2 separate regions of the Mus musculus genome follow, and region 1 is linked to region 2. The links are chromatin contacts, called in public Micro-C maps. All regions are on one chromosome and are shown on one strand. Each heading gives the region's core, a stretch centred on a gene start, on an enhancer-like site or on the middle of the called end of the contact. The rest is flanking DNA. Distances are from core to core; before and after follow the strand shown.

The links. A called contact is a pair of places that touch in the nucleus more often than the background predicts.
Region 1: a contact with region 2 is called in a Micro-C map of muscle stem cells, with 5 times the contacts expected there. The contact joins two enhancer-like sites. A contact is called at or near these places in 2 of 15 datasets of contacts at CTCF or cohesin (embryonic stem cells and pro-B cells), 6 of 484 Hi-C or Micro-C datasets (the HPC-7 cell line, embryonic stem cells, epiblasts and 2 more), 3 of 115 datasets of contacts at active chromatin or transcription factors (embryonic basal ganglia, embryonic stem cells and large pre-B cells) and 1 of 9 other capture datasets (embryonic stem cells).

Annotation. Positions count from the first base shown.
Region 1 is chr4:139,850,957-139,856,454 of GRCm38.p6, forward strand. It overlaps Gm46873 (a long non-coding RNA gene), which reads left to right. Exons shown (of 3, transcript XR_001784470.2): 3 at 418-1,964. Among named protein-coding and RNA genes, the nearest start is that of Gm46873, 20 kb to the left of the region's middle. Within about 2 kb of position 1,600, at least 10 of the 459 cell types and tissues checked have an H3K27ac peak or open chromatin away from gene starts, as enhancers often do. A contact at or near this core is called in muscle stem cells, where this site is marked.
Region 2 is chr4:139,740,927-139,746,619 of GRCm38.p6, forward strand. All of the region lies in intron 8 of Pax7 (paired box 7), which reads right to left. Among named protein-coding and RNA genes, the nearest start is that of Gm42334, 8.8 kb to the left of the region's middle. Within about 2 kb of position 3,430, at least 24 of the 459 cell types and tissues checked have an H3K27ac peak or open chromatin away from gene starts, as enhancers often do. A contact at or near this core is called in muscle stem cells, where this site is marked.

The DNA.
Region 1 (5,498 bases), core at 350-2,849, 110 kb after region 2:
GTCAGGGGCTCTGCCCACTGCAGAGGTCCACTAGGGTTTCTCAGGACCCTGGTTAGTTCCCGCAAGAGAGGTGGCTGGGAAGCCATGAACCTGCCCTTGAGTCTTTCTGGCCTCCTCTCCTGCCAGGTGCCTTCTCCCAGTCCCTTGGCTCCCACCATGCTGCCTTGCTATGTTCCGATGCAGCCAGGCCCCACTCCAGACGCTGGCACCACGCTCTAAAGTCTCCAGACTGTGAATTAGAGAATCCTCTTTTCTTCATAACACACCACCAACTAGGCATCTTGTTACAGCCACAGAAATCAGACCGAGATACGGCGGGCGGGCGGGCGGGCGGGCGCTCCGGTGTCGCGCTGGGCTTGGCAGCCATATGCACTCCCTGCCCAGCTCCCAGAGTAAAAGCCTGCGATCTCCCCACAGCTCGTGGATGTCTGCCCTGGCACACAAAGTCGGCTGCGGCTGGGAACCGGCACGGAGCTTTAAGATTCGAGGCACACATTTGTATTTATTTTAGGTTGATGAGAAGTTGAATGATGAAGGTTTAATCCTAGACTCACAGAATCATCGTGGGTGCGGGTGCCTTGTGCCCAGGAGGGATTTGGAGTGGGTACCGCAGACGCGCGGGGTGGGGGGGAAAGTCACACTACCCTCCCACATCCAACCAGCTCTCCTCACCCCCACCTTTCTCGTCTGCAGTAAGGATGGAACAGAGCCTCCTCCCCGCATGCTGTGGGGGAGGACTCTGAGATGCTGTGTGTCACAGAGCCCGACCCTGTTGTTCTTATTTTTGAGTCAGGGTCTCTCGTAGCCCAGGTTATCCTTAAATCAACTTGTAGCCGAGGATGACCTTGAACTTGTAATCCTCCTGCCTCCCGAGTGTTGGGGTGACACTCTTGGTTTGGAAGGCACTGGGATTGAACCCAGGCCTTGCACATGCTCAGCAAGCACTCTGCCAACTTAAACCACGCTCCCAGCTCCATCCACTGCTCAATTCTTAAGTTCAGAGCGAGGAGGCCCAAGAGATGATAGGTGATAGGTGAGAAAAAGTGCGGCTCAAGGCCGGATGCGGAGAAGGCTCAGCACTTCGCGCTGTTCACAGGAGGAGGGGCGGACGGAAGAGCTGGAAGCCTTGAGCCGGGCTGTCTGCAGAAGCCCTCTTCCCCTGAACCAATCTGTAATGAATGGCTTGTGGCCATGTCTCCTTGGGACAGACCTGCTAAACCTGTATGGGAAGCTGCAGTGGGCCGGGCCCGCGACAGGCTGCAGCCTCTCTCGGCCCTTTTGTCCCCCAGCTCCTGTGGGAGGGGGTTGGTGGTGCATCCCACCGTGGCCCAGCCCTTCCCTGCGGCCAGCCACCCTTGGCTGTCTAGGCTGTCATTTGTGGCTACTGACGGTTGTTCCGGGTGTGGTGTCCTGCCAAAGGGGTGTCGGGGGAGTCTCTGAGACAAGGGGTGCAGCCAGCTCCAGGCTGAGCAGGAGGATGGATCCTGCAGCCAGGCAGCCTCCCCTCCCTGCCTGAGGCCCCTGAGGCGATGCCACGGAAGCCAGCCCGGAGTTCCGGGAGCCAGGCGTCTCTACCCTGGCTGCTGACTTTGGCAAAAAGGGAACCCTCCTCCTGCCTTAGGGAGACGGGACTTGGAGTGGGAGGAGGAGACGGAGGCAATCTAGTTACTAACGCACCGTGCAATACAGTAAATATTCTGCTGACGGTTCCGAACCTAGAAAACAATCCCCAGCCCTCCGGTAATAACAATAAAGACCATAATGCAGGAATGAGGACCTTCCGGACGCCTCTTTCTTCTTTGGTAAAATTTTATGCACATAGAAAATGAAGGCAGCTCCCTGTCCCCAATGGTTCTTCAGGACTCCCCACAACCTACCTTCCCTTCCACACCCGAGCACCAGTCTTGGGCTAGGGCACCTCCCTGTGTTTGCATGAGGTCACAACAGTCCCGGGGTTGTTACCCACCTGAGCTCTCTTCCATCCCATCCTCCAGCCTGTCTTCCAGCACCCCACATTCACACGTGGCTTCAAAAAAAAACCCGTCTGGAGTTTTCCATTAAATCTGGGAGTCGATAGGGAAGGAATGACCTGGCTACTTCAATTAAATTTTTTTCCCTTTCAAATCATGAGGTTCTATTTCCTTGGGAGGGGGTGGCGTCTTGCAGGGTGCTGTGGCATCGGAACGGAGGGCTAAGTTTGAATGTTCTCCCTCGATAGCAGATAGGGCCAGCATGGAAAATTACCCCTATCAGCCGGTGCGGAGGGGAAGGCGAGGCCTGGCCAGCATACCAAGAGCCCGCCAGCCCTTATCATAATCCCAGGAGACAGCCACCCCCCCAACCCCCATCAGTCACCTCTGCTGTTCCAGGCAAGTGTCACACCAGCTTCCCTGCTGAAGGAGCCAGATAGCACGGAGTAGGGCTGGCGCAGCGGGCATAATAAGAAGTGAAAATCGCTCCCAAGGAAAGTTTCTCAGGAATTAACTTTGGATGGGTGAAGAAGGTGACAAGGGGGTGGGTGAGCAGGAGGACCTGGGCGGGAGTCAAGAGGGTGCTCTTCAGGCTGAGGACAGAGGGCCTCGGGGACTGCATAGCTCTGGTGGGAAGTGTGTGTGTGTGTGTGTAGTATGTGTAATGTGTGGTGTGTGTGTAGTGTGTGTATGTGTAATGTGTGGTGTGCTGTGGTGTGTGTGGGGGGTATGGGTGGGGTGTGTGTGTAGTGTGTGTTGTGGTATGGTATGTGCAGTGTGTATCTGCATGTGTATGTGTATGGTATGGTATTGTGTGTGTTGATTGTGTGTGTGTCTGCATATGTATGTGGTGTGGTATTGTGTGTGTTGATTTTATGTGTATTGTGTGTGTTGTATTGTGTGTTTTGTGAGTGTGTGTGTGGTGTGTGCATGTGTGTGTGGCATGCTGTGTATATGTTGTGCATCTGTGTTGTGGTATGTGGTATGCTGTGGTGTGTGTTGTTTGTGTGTATGGTGTGTGTGTGTGTGGTATTGTATGCATGTCTGTGTGTATGTCTCTGTGGTGTGAATGTGTCTGTAAATGGAGGCTCAATGGCTGGGAAAAGCTCAGAGACCCTGAGATGCTCAAGAGGAGGTGCCCGAGTTCTTCTGTTGGGTCCTGACGTCCCAAGCAGCTGCCCAGCTTTGGCTCCCAGAGGCCTGGCTTGAGGGAGCCTCTACCCCTGCCATCTGGGGCTCGTTACCTCCCTTCTCCTGTGGTCCCCACTCCTGTGCAGAAGCCCCTTAGTCTGCCACACCCTCTAACCCACCCTCACTCTTGCCATGTGCCTATTTCAAGCTCTGGGGGCCCAGTGTGGAAGAGGGAGGACCTGATATCCTCAGAGCCAGGGCAGACCAAAGTACTTACCTACCCAGGTAAGGCACAAGGGCAGGAACAGGACAGATGGACACAGAAAGCACGGGACGTTCCAGGGAACACGAAAGCTGCCGTTTGTGGTAGCTCGAGCCGGAGGGCAGTTCATGGAGAGGATGAGGTGGGGGTGGGGGTGAGGGTGGGGGGTTACGAGTTCAAAGACAACCTAGACTTTTTCTCAAAGGGAACAGGCAACCCGCGCCTGGGTTTCAGCTGTGAGAACTTGGCTGATCTCAACCCCCAACTCCATTCTGTTTGTTTGTCTTTTGAGACAGGGTCTCACTCTTTAGCCCTGGCTGTCCTGGAGTTTGCTATGTAGACCAGGCTAGCCTCAGACTCCCAGAGGGTCACTTGCCTCTGCCTCCTGAAGGCTGAGATTAAGTCCCCAGGGGCTGCTCTATTGTGAAGATCACCCTAGCTCCCCGCAGCCTTTACCATCAGCCTGGGTACTCCGAAGCCAGCAAGGATCCGTCTGCAGCACCGGGAAGGGTTCCCAAGGAGAGGAGGGTCTGCAGTGAGTCCTCTGGCTTGCTGCTTACTGGTTCCCCCATGAGGTCTTGCCCACCTGCCTCAGTTTCTTCATTCACAGATTCAGTATGATGATAGACGGTGACGGCTTTGCACAGGGTTGTCCAGAATTAAATGGGTTACTATGGAACATTCTGGAACTTCAGTCGGCAGCAGCCGTTTGTCCTTCTGGAGGTTAAGGTGAGGGATGGGGGAGGAGCTTTGACAGGCTCAGCAGTCTGGCTCCTCCCAGTCATACAACCTGGGGGGGGGTCACATTGGTGTGTTGGGCCAGCCCCTTGAATAAGCTGACAACGCATGAGGCCAGATGCCCAGAGAGGCATATGAATCTCCTAAGGTCACACAGCATTTGGAAGGGCTGTTCTTGAGTAGAGGACAACTGAGAGGTGGCTTGAATATGGTCATGAGTATCTTCATGAGGGGGGAGGGTAGGGGAGTCAGGTGTGTGGGTGGAGGCATTGGGGGTGAGGGACAGGGAGTGAGGAGGGAGCCACTATCCTATCCCACCCCCACAGCTCTGAGGATTCCCAAGTCTTTATATGACAATGCCACCATAAATCCTCAGGCCTGCTGGGAGGAGAGCTGGGTGGTCTCCATGCAGGCCAGGAATTAACCTCAATTATTTCCCTCTGATTTAGCTTCTGAGAGATGCTAGGTGGGCTCCACACTGTCAGTCCCCCTGTGTTCCTGAATGGATGTGGGTAGAGATCCAGTGGCTGGGGAGAGGGGGCTGGTCCTGCTGGCTGATCCCAGCCTGGATCCAGTCCACAGTTTCAGGGCCTAGTGGTCAGCGCAATACCAAGGGTCAGTAGCTGTGCGGTGTTTTATGTCTATAACCTGGCGCCTCAGAGAGGAACGGGACTCATCTGAAGTCACACAGGTAGGAAGAACAAGTCATGAGTGTGACCGCAGTGACACTATCAACATACAGTAGTCTCAGAGTGGGGTGGGGCAGGCAGCAGCAGGTAGGGCTGTGTGTGTGTGTGTGTGTGTGTGTGTGTGTGTGTGTGTGTGTGTGTGTGTGGTGTCTTCAGGGATCCTCCCAGAGACAGGGCCCCTTTAATGGAGCTTGGCCAGGGTTAGACTTCAGTCACAACAGGAGGGATTTTACCATGCCGGTGCCATGCTGAGATCTGTGCTATGCAGGGCCTTCACTAGTGATCATCAAGACGCTAGAGAGCCACACTAAAGCTTCCTGCCCTTCACACAGACCCACCCCAGGATCCTGCAGGTTTGGACTAGGGTAGTTCCTATTGCACAGATGTAGAAACTGAGGCTCAAAGACAGGGGAGGATTCACCCAAGGTCACACCCCAGGCCTGTGCTAGACTCTCCTACTGGAGAGCCCACAAACTGCTCCAACATGGGGCTCTCCTTGGAGGATCCAGAGCGCTTGAGAGCACGTTGCAGAGAGAGCTTCAGGGATGCTTTGTGGGAAGAGACTATTTCTCAGACATATTTGGTTTTTTTGTTTGTTTGTTTTTGTTTTTTCCTGTGGTGCTGCCAGCCTTGGAACCCAGGGCCTTGAGGTAGGCAAGGGCTCCCGGCTCTTGTTTCTTGGACCTTTGTTCAAATGTGTGCTGTGTG
Region 2 (5,693 bases), core at 2,180-4,679:
AAACTGAGGTTCTTTTCATACATCCTTCCACTTAACCTTCATCCATCTGTCCATCTGTCCATCCAACCACCGTTCCATCCATCCTAACCAGCTCTTGTCCATCCACCCATCCACCTATAACATCCATCTATTCATCTGTTTACCCATGCATCTTACTAATCTATCCATCCAGCCTCCTTTTCTTCCATTCTTCTGCACATTCACAAATCTATTTATCCATCTTCTACTCCATCCCTTCTTCCAGCCATGTATCCTTCTCTCCTTCTATCTACTCATCCATCCATCCATCCATCCATCTATCCATCCATCCATCCATCCATCCACCCACCCACCCACCCACCCACCCACCCATCCATCCATCCATCCATCCATCCATCCATCCATCCATTTCTGTCTAATTACCCATCAAACCTTATGATCTATCCATCCATTTCCACCATCCATTCTTCTTCACAATCATCCACATACAATGTCTTCCCTTTACACACCTGCCAATCTTCTCATCTGTTCTTCCACCCACACTATTCATCTACCCATTCTTCTGTTCATTAATCTTCTGTCTATATGTCCATCCTTCTGACCATCTATCCATCAGTCCCTCTTTCCTTTGTTGGCTAATTTTTATTGTCAACTTCACACAGCCTAAAATGACCTGGGAGGTGAGCATCAGTTGAAGAATTGTCTAGATCAGGTTGGCTTGTGGACATGTCTGTGGGGGAACTGTCTTGACTGCTAATTGGTTATTAAGAGACACAGCCCACTGTGGGTGACACCATTCCCTAGGCAGGGAACCCTAAGGTGTATTAAGAATGAAGCCAGCCAAAGGCAAGTAAGTAGACAGCATGGATACATTGTTTCTCTCTGCTTTTCAGTGTGGGTTTGATGTGACCAATTCAAGTTCCTGCCTTGACTTCCTGTTATCATGAACTGTAACACATGTCATTGTAAGTAAAATGAACCCATTCCTTCCCTAAGTTACTTTTGGTCAGGGTATTTGGCACAGTAACAGAAATAAAATGAGAACACCCTCCATCCTTCTTCCACCCATAGTTCCCTTATAAATCTCTTTCCCACCCTCTCAGCAAATATTTCCTCAGTGTTTATTATTTGTCTGCTCTTTTTCTGGCTCTAAAGGGAAGTACACGTACACATCCCAGATTTCAGTAGAGAATTAAGCTTCCCTCCCTCAGTCCATTTGCATATCCTGGCCAGTGAACCCGGCTGAGTGAGTCCAGGTTAACACTGAGGATGAAGGCTCTCTACCTTTTCTGGACCCTGAGTGCAGGTATGCATGAGGCACAACAGGGTCCTTGCACAAGAGCCAAAGTGGCTTTTGCAAGTGAGCCAAGAGGGCCTTTGAGAGAAAACATGAGAGCTGAAACCCACAGCCTGCCAGCTCCAGAGAAGTCCTGTGAGCATTGGTGGGGATGCGTGTGAAAATGAGTGGTGTGTATGTGTGTGTGTGTGTATGTGTGTGTGTGTGTGTGTGTGTGTCTGTGTGTAGGGGAAAGGAGTGTCTTCACAAGGCAATGCTGAGCATAGCATGAATATTCATACATAACAATACCTACCCATGCCCATTTGAGACACACACACATACAGACACACACACCTGTGTGAGCCCCTTGCTCCTTGTAAACAGATACCTATGCACACACAGGTCCTGCAAGCATAAGAGCTCACCTGAGGAAGACACAGATGTCTGTCATGTGCAACTACAATGGCTGGCCTGCGAAGCATGTGGATCTGTCCTAATTGAAGCTCTAGCAGACATCTTTCCTGACTAAGGCACTGGACAGGCAAAGGTCCAGGGCCTCCCAGGGCCTTTAGGTCTTGTGACTATAACCAGTGTGCCCCCACAGAACCCCCATGCATAGAGAGGTGAAAGCTGGGCACGGAGAGTCACAAGGCTCCCTCTGTTACCCGCCTTTCAGGGCTCCCTGTAGACTATCTCTGTGCTTCCCCAAGCGTGGCATCTTCTGCTTAAAGCAGGGCAGGGGGAGGTAGAGCCAGGAGGCAGGGGACACAGCTTGATGGTGAGACCAGGGAGTCCAAAGGGACAATCTCAATAGTTGCCTCCCAACCTTGAGTGTGACCTGGGCCATAGCATTTCAGCCTCAGTTTCCTTGTCTATATCATGGGATGGAGCATATGAACCAAAGAACTGCAGGCAAAGAATCCACACACATAGTGTGAAGGTAGAGTGTGGTGCTTGTGAGCGCAGGCCTAGAAGAAATGTGACCTTTAGCGGTGGCATGGAGAAAAGGGTGGCCATTCCTGGGTACATTCCCAGTCATATGGTTTTGAGCAAACTGGTCTTCCTTTATGTTAGTTTATCTACTTGAAAGCTGGGGTACAGACACTGTTTTAAAACACGCTGTCATAGAAGGCTCAGGACAAGCCTCCCCACTCCTAAAGGCTATGAAAATGTCCTGGGGTGTCTTTGAATCGTGTGTGTGCCTCTCCAGCCAGGCTCATAGTGGGTGAGTGGAGGGGAAGATCTATGCTGAGTTCCTGGGCTGGTGACGTCACTCACTCAGCCTCAGGCTCCAAGGTAGCAGAGCAGAGGCAGCTATGGCCACCCTTGCCTGGCTGTGAATGGGGAGTGGGGAGTTGCCAACTCTTGCTGAAGGAAAACTTTAAAGCTCTGGTCACACTGTCATTTCTCCTTGGGTGTCAGGGTCCATGGATCAGTAAGCCACCCTCTTAGAGGGCTGAAGGGATAGAAACAGAAACCCCAGAGATTTAGCCCTGTGCTATCCTGCTCCCAATGCTGTACTCAGGGTACTTTTAGGTATTTTTCCAGTCATATAAGCCAGATAGTGGGACTGTCCCCTGTCCCTGTTTGGTGAAATGTAGAACTAAGGTCTCTAGAGACTCTGACTATAATCAGCTGGTTCCTCTTACACTTTCAGACTCAGGCAGGCTGGTGACAGCTCCATAGCCTTGGGCCTCACCAGCAGCCCCTGGGAATTATCTTGTGGTATCAGCATCTTGGCAATGGCCCCTGGTGTGCATACAGCCCTCACGACTGAGGCCCTCCGCCCACCCCACATGCCCACGGTGACCTTTTCCACTCCAGGCAAGGTTTACCAAGAGCACACATCACCTCAGGTGAACTTTCTTTAGTCTCAGGGAGCTGTGGCTTACTTTGCCTCAGCCTGTCCCATGCTGGGCCCTGACACGACCACTACAGTTATTCCGTGGATGGGGTGTCTGAGAGGTCCATCACTGAGCCATGCTAACAGCAAAGGCAGAGCCCACACTTGGTTGGCACTTACTGTATACTAGGGGAAGGTGGGTTCTGTGCCTTGGGCAGGACAGTTCCCACTTGAGAAAAATAAAACCCGAGGCACAGCACAGTTGCCAGCCCAGAGTTACCCATGGGCACCCATGGTCACGGCTCCATCGACAAAGCTGTGCAAACAGGAAAAGCGGATCCCTAGAGCCCATGCAGGAAAGCCAGACATGGTGGTGTCTGGACCCCAGCCCAGGGGAGACAGAGGCATCTGGATCCCTGGGGCTCAATAGACAACATGCCTGCTGGTCTGTTTAGTAAGTTCCAGGCCAGTGAGAGATGCTGGGGATAGTGTCTACAGGTGAGACCTGAGCCTGACCTCTGACCTCCACATGCACAACTGCACACACATTAATGCATACATACATGCATGAACACATACACACATAAATAAAGGAAAACAAAATAAAGAATCGTTTCTCTGGCACCTCTATCCACTCTGCCCCAGTACACAGTAGGAACTTTCCCTCCTTGAGGTAGGCAAGGAAGCACTCAGAAGCCAAACTTTCCTGCTGACCCCCTGCAACTTCCAGAGCACCCAACGGGCCAACTGTAGGGCGTGCTTGCCTCTTCCTAGGGTAGAGCCAAAAGGCTGGACAAGAAGACAGGAAGGTGACATTCCTCATTAGGGACTCTGTCAACAACCCTGGATGTCCTTCTGTCCCTCCGTGTCTCCCTTCTCCTGCCTCACACCCCGCCTGGGCTCTGAACGTCTCCAATTACATTAATCAAGAGTTGGCAGGAGCTGGGCCAGCAATGCCAACCAGTAAACAGATCCCAGCCATCAGGAGCTCGTCAGAGCGCAGCCCCAGAGGAGGACCCTTCCAGACACAAATTCTTATTAGAGTTGTCAGATCTATTAAAATTCTTTTCACACTCCTGCGTTCTATCAGCCCCATCATTAGTATGGCCCTGGCCTCTGGGAACACCGGGGCCATATTAATCTACCATGTGCCCCATCCCTGCCCCCCTGCCCCCACCCACTCCAGGGACGGTTAGAGATGGGCAGATGGATGGACTTGGCCAGAGCCAGAAGATGTGGAGGTGTCTCTGGGAAGGAGAGAGGCCCTAGGAGCCAGGGGCAGGCGGGGTCTGCTGCACAGGAGTTAGGTCACGTGCATGTTTCAAACACACCTGAAATTGGCTCCTAATGACCAGGATGCAGGTGTGGCCACCAACAAAGCCAACCAACCCCTCTCTAGTAACTTCTCTAAGTCTCATTTCTATACTAAGACAGTGAGAATGACCATGCACACAGCCCTGTGTGGCAGCAGAGATGGGGCGCCAGCTAGCAATCATTTCTCTCCCCTCCCTGCATACGCATTTAGCAAGTTACACCTTGACTCTGCGCACATGGACAGCAGCACTCCCACACACGAGTGTGCACACGGGAGAGTGTGTACCCGATCAGTGCCAAGTGTCTTTCCCAGGCTGGCTCACCTGTGCTCCGAGGTAAGGAAGCTGAATCACAACTGCCTGGCTGTGGGACATTGGGAACACTGCTCTACCTCTTTGAGCCTAACAAACTGAGGACCAGGAGGTGGGGAAGCTCTGTGGCTGAGAAGCACGTATTTCACACAGAGCTGCATGGGCTAAACTCAAGCATGGGACAGGAGGCAGCAAGTGACAGGTGGATCAAGACCAACACAGGGGAGTCCAGAATGTGTGACTTTCAAAGCTTATTAGAGAACCTGGCCTCCTGTGTGCTTAGGGGTGTTGGCTGCTGGTTAACAGAAATGTGACATGTCCTTGGACTGCCCCAGAAGGTCAACAGAAAAAAAGGCAGTGTGGCTGGAAATGGCTGAGAGGATGTGCCTCGTCCCCAGACCCATTCTGCAGGTGGGAAAGCTGAGGCTGGGTGTGTGTGACAGCTGGGTGACACATGGTGGCCGAGGTGCCTCAGTAAGTGGCTGGAGACCATGGCCCTTGAGGAGCCCTGAGCTCTCCCTGCAGTAACGGAGGAGGAGGAGAAAGGAGGGGAGGAGGGAGGAAGGAGAGGGAGGGCAACTGCTTCTCCTTTCTGGCCTCCTGGGCCCCTTCTCTTTTGATCCCCCTCCTCCACCACCCCCATGCTGACTTTGGGGTTAATTTTATTTCCGAATTGGGCAGGCGCCCTGGAGCAGGGCAGGGGCTCCAGGCTCCGGGTGTGACTAACGCCTGCCCGGGGCCGGCCACATTGCCGCTGCTGCTCTCAAATGTTTTATCAAGAGCATGTGTGTCCTGTGTTGGACTGGGAACATGCGCTAGGTCAGGGGGTCAACCAGGGACGGCGTGGAAAGGCTTCCATGGACACTGGTGTGTCCTGCATGCAGATGATCGTGTAGTGCTGGGCTTCCCAAGCACACATTCACAGGCATGGTCCTGCACTCCCATAGGCACACACACAATTGCATAC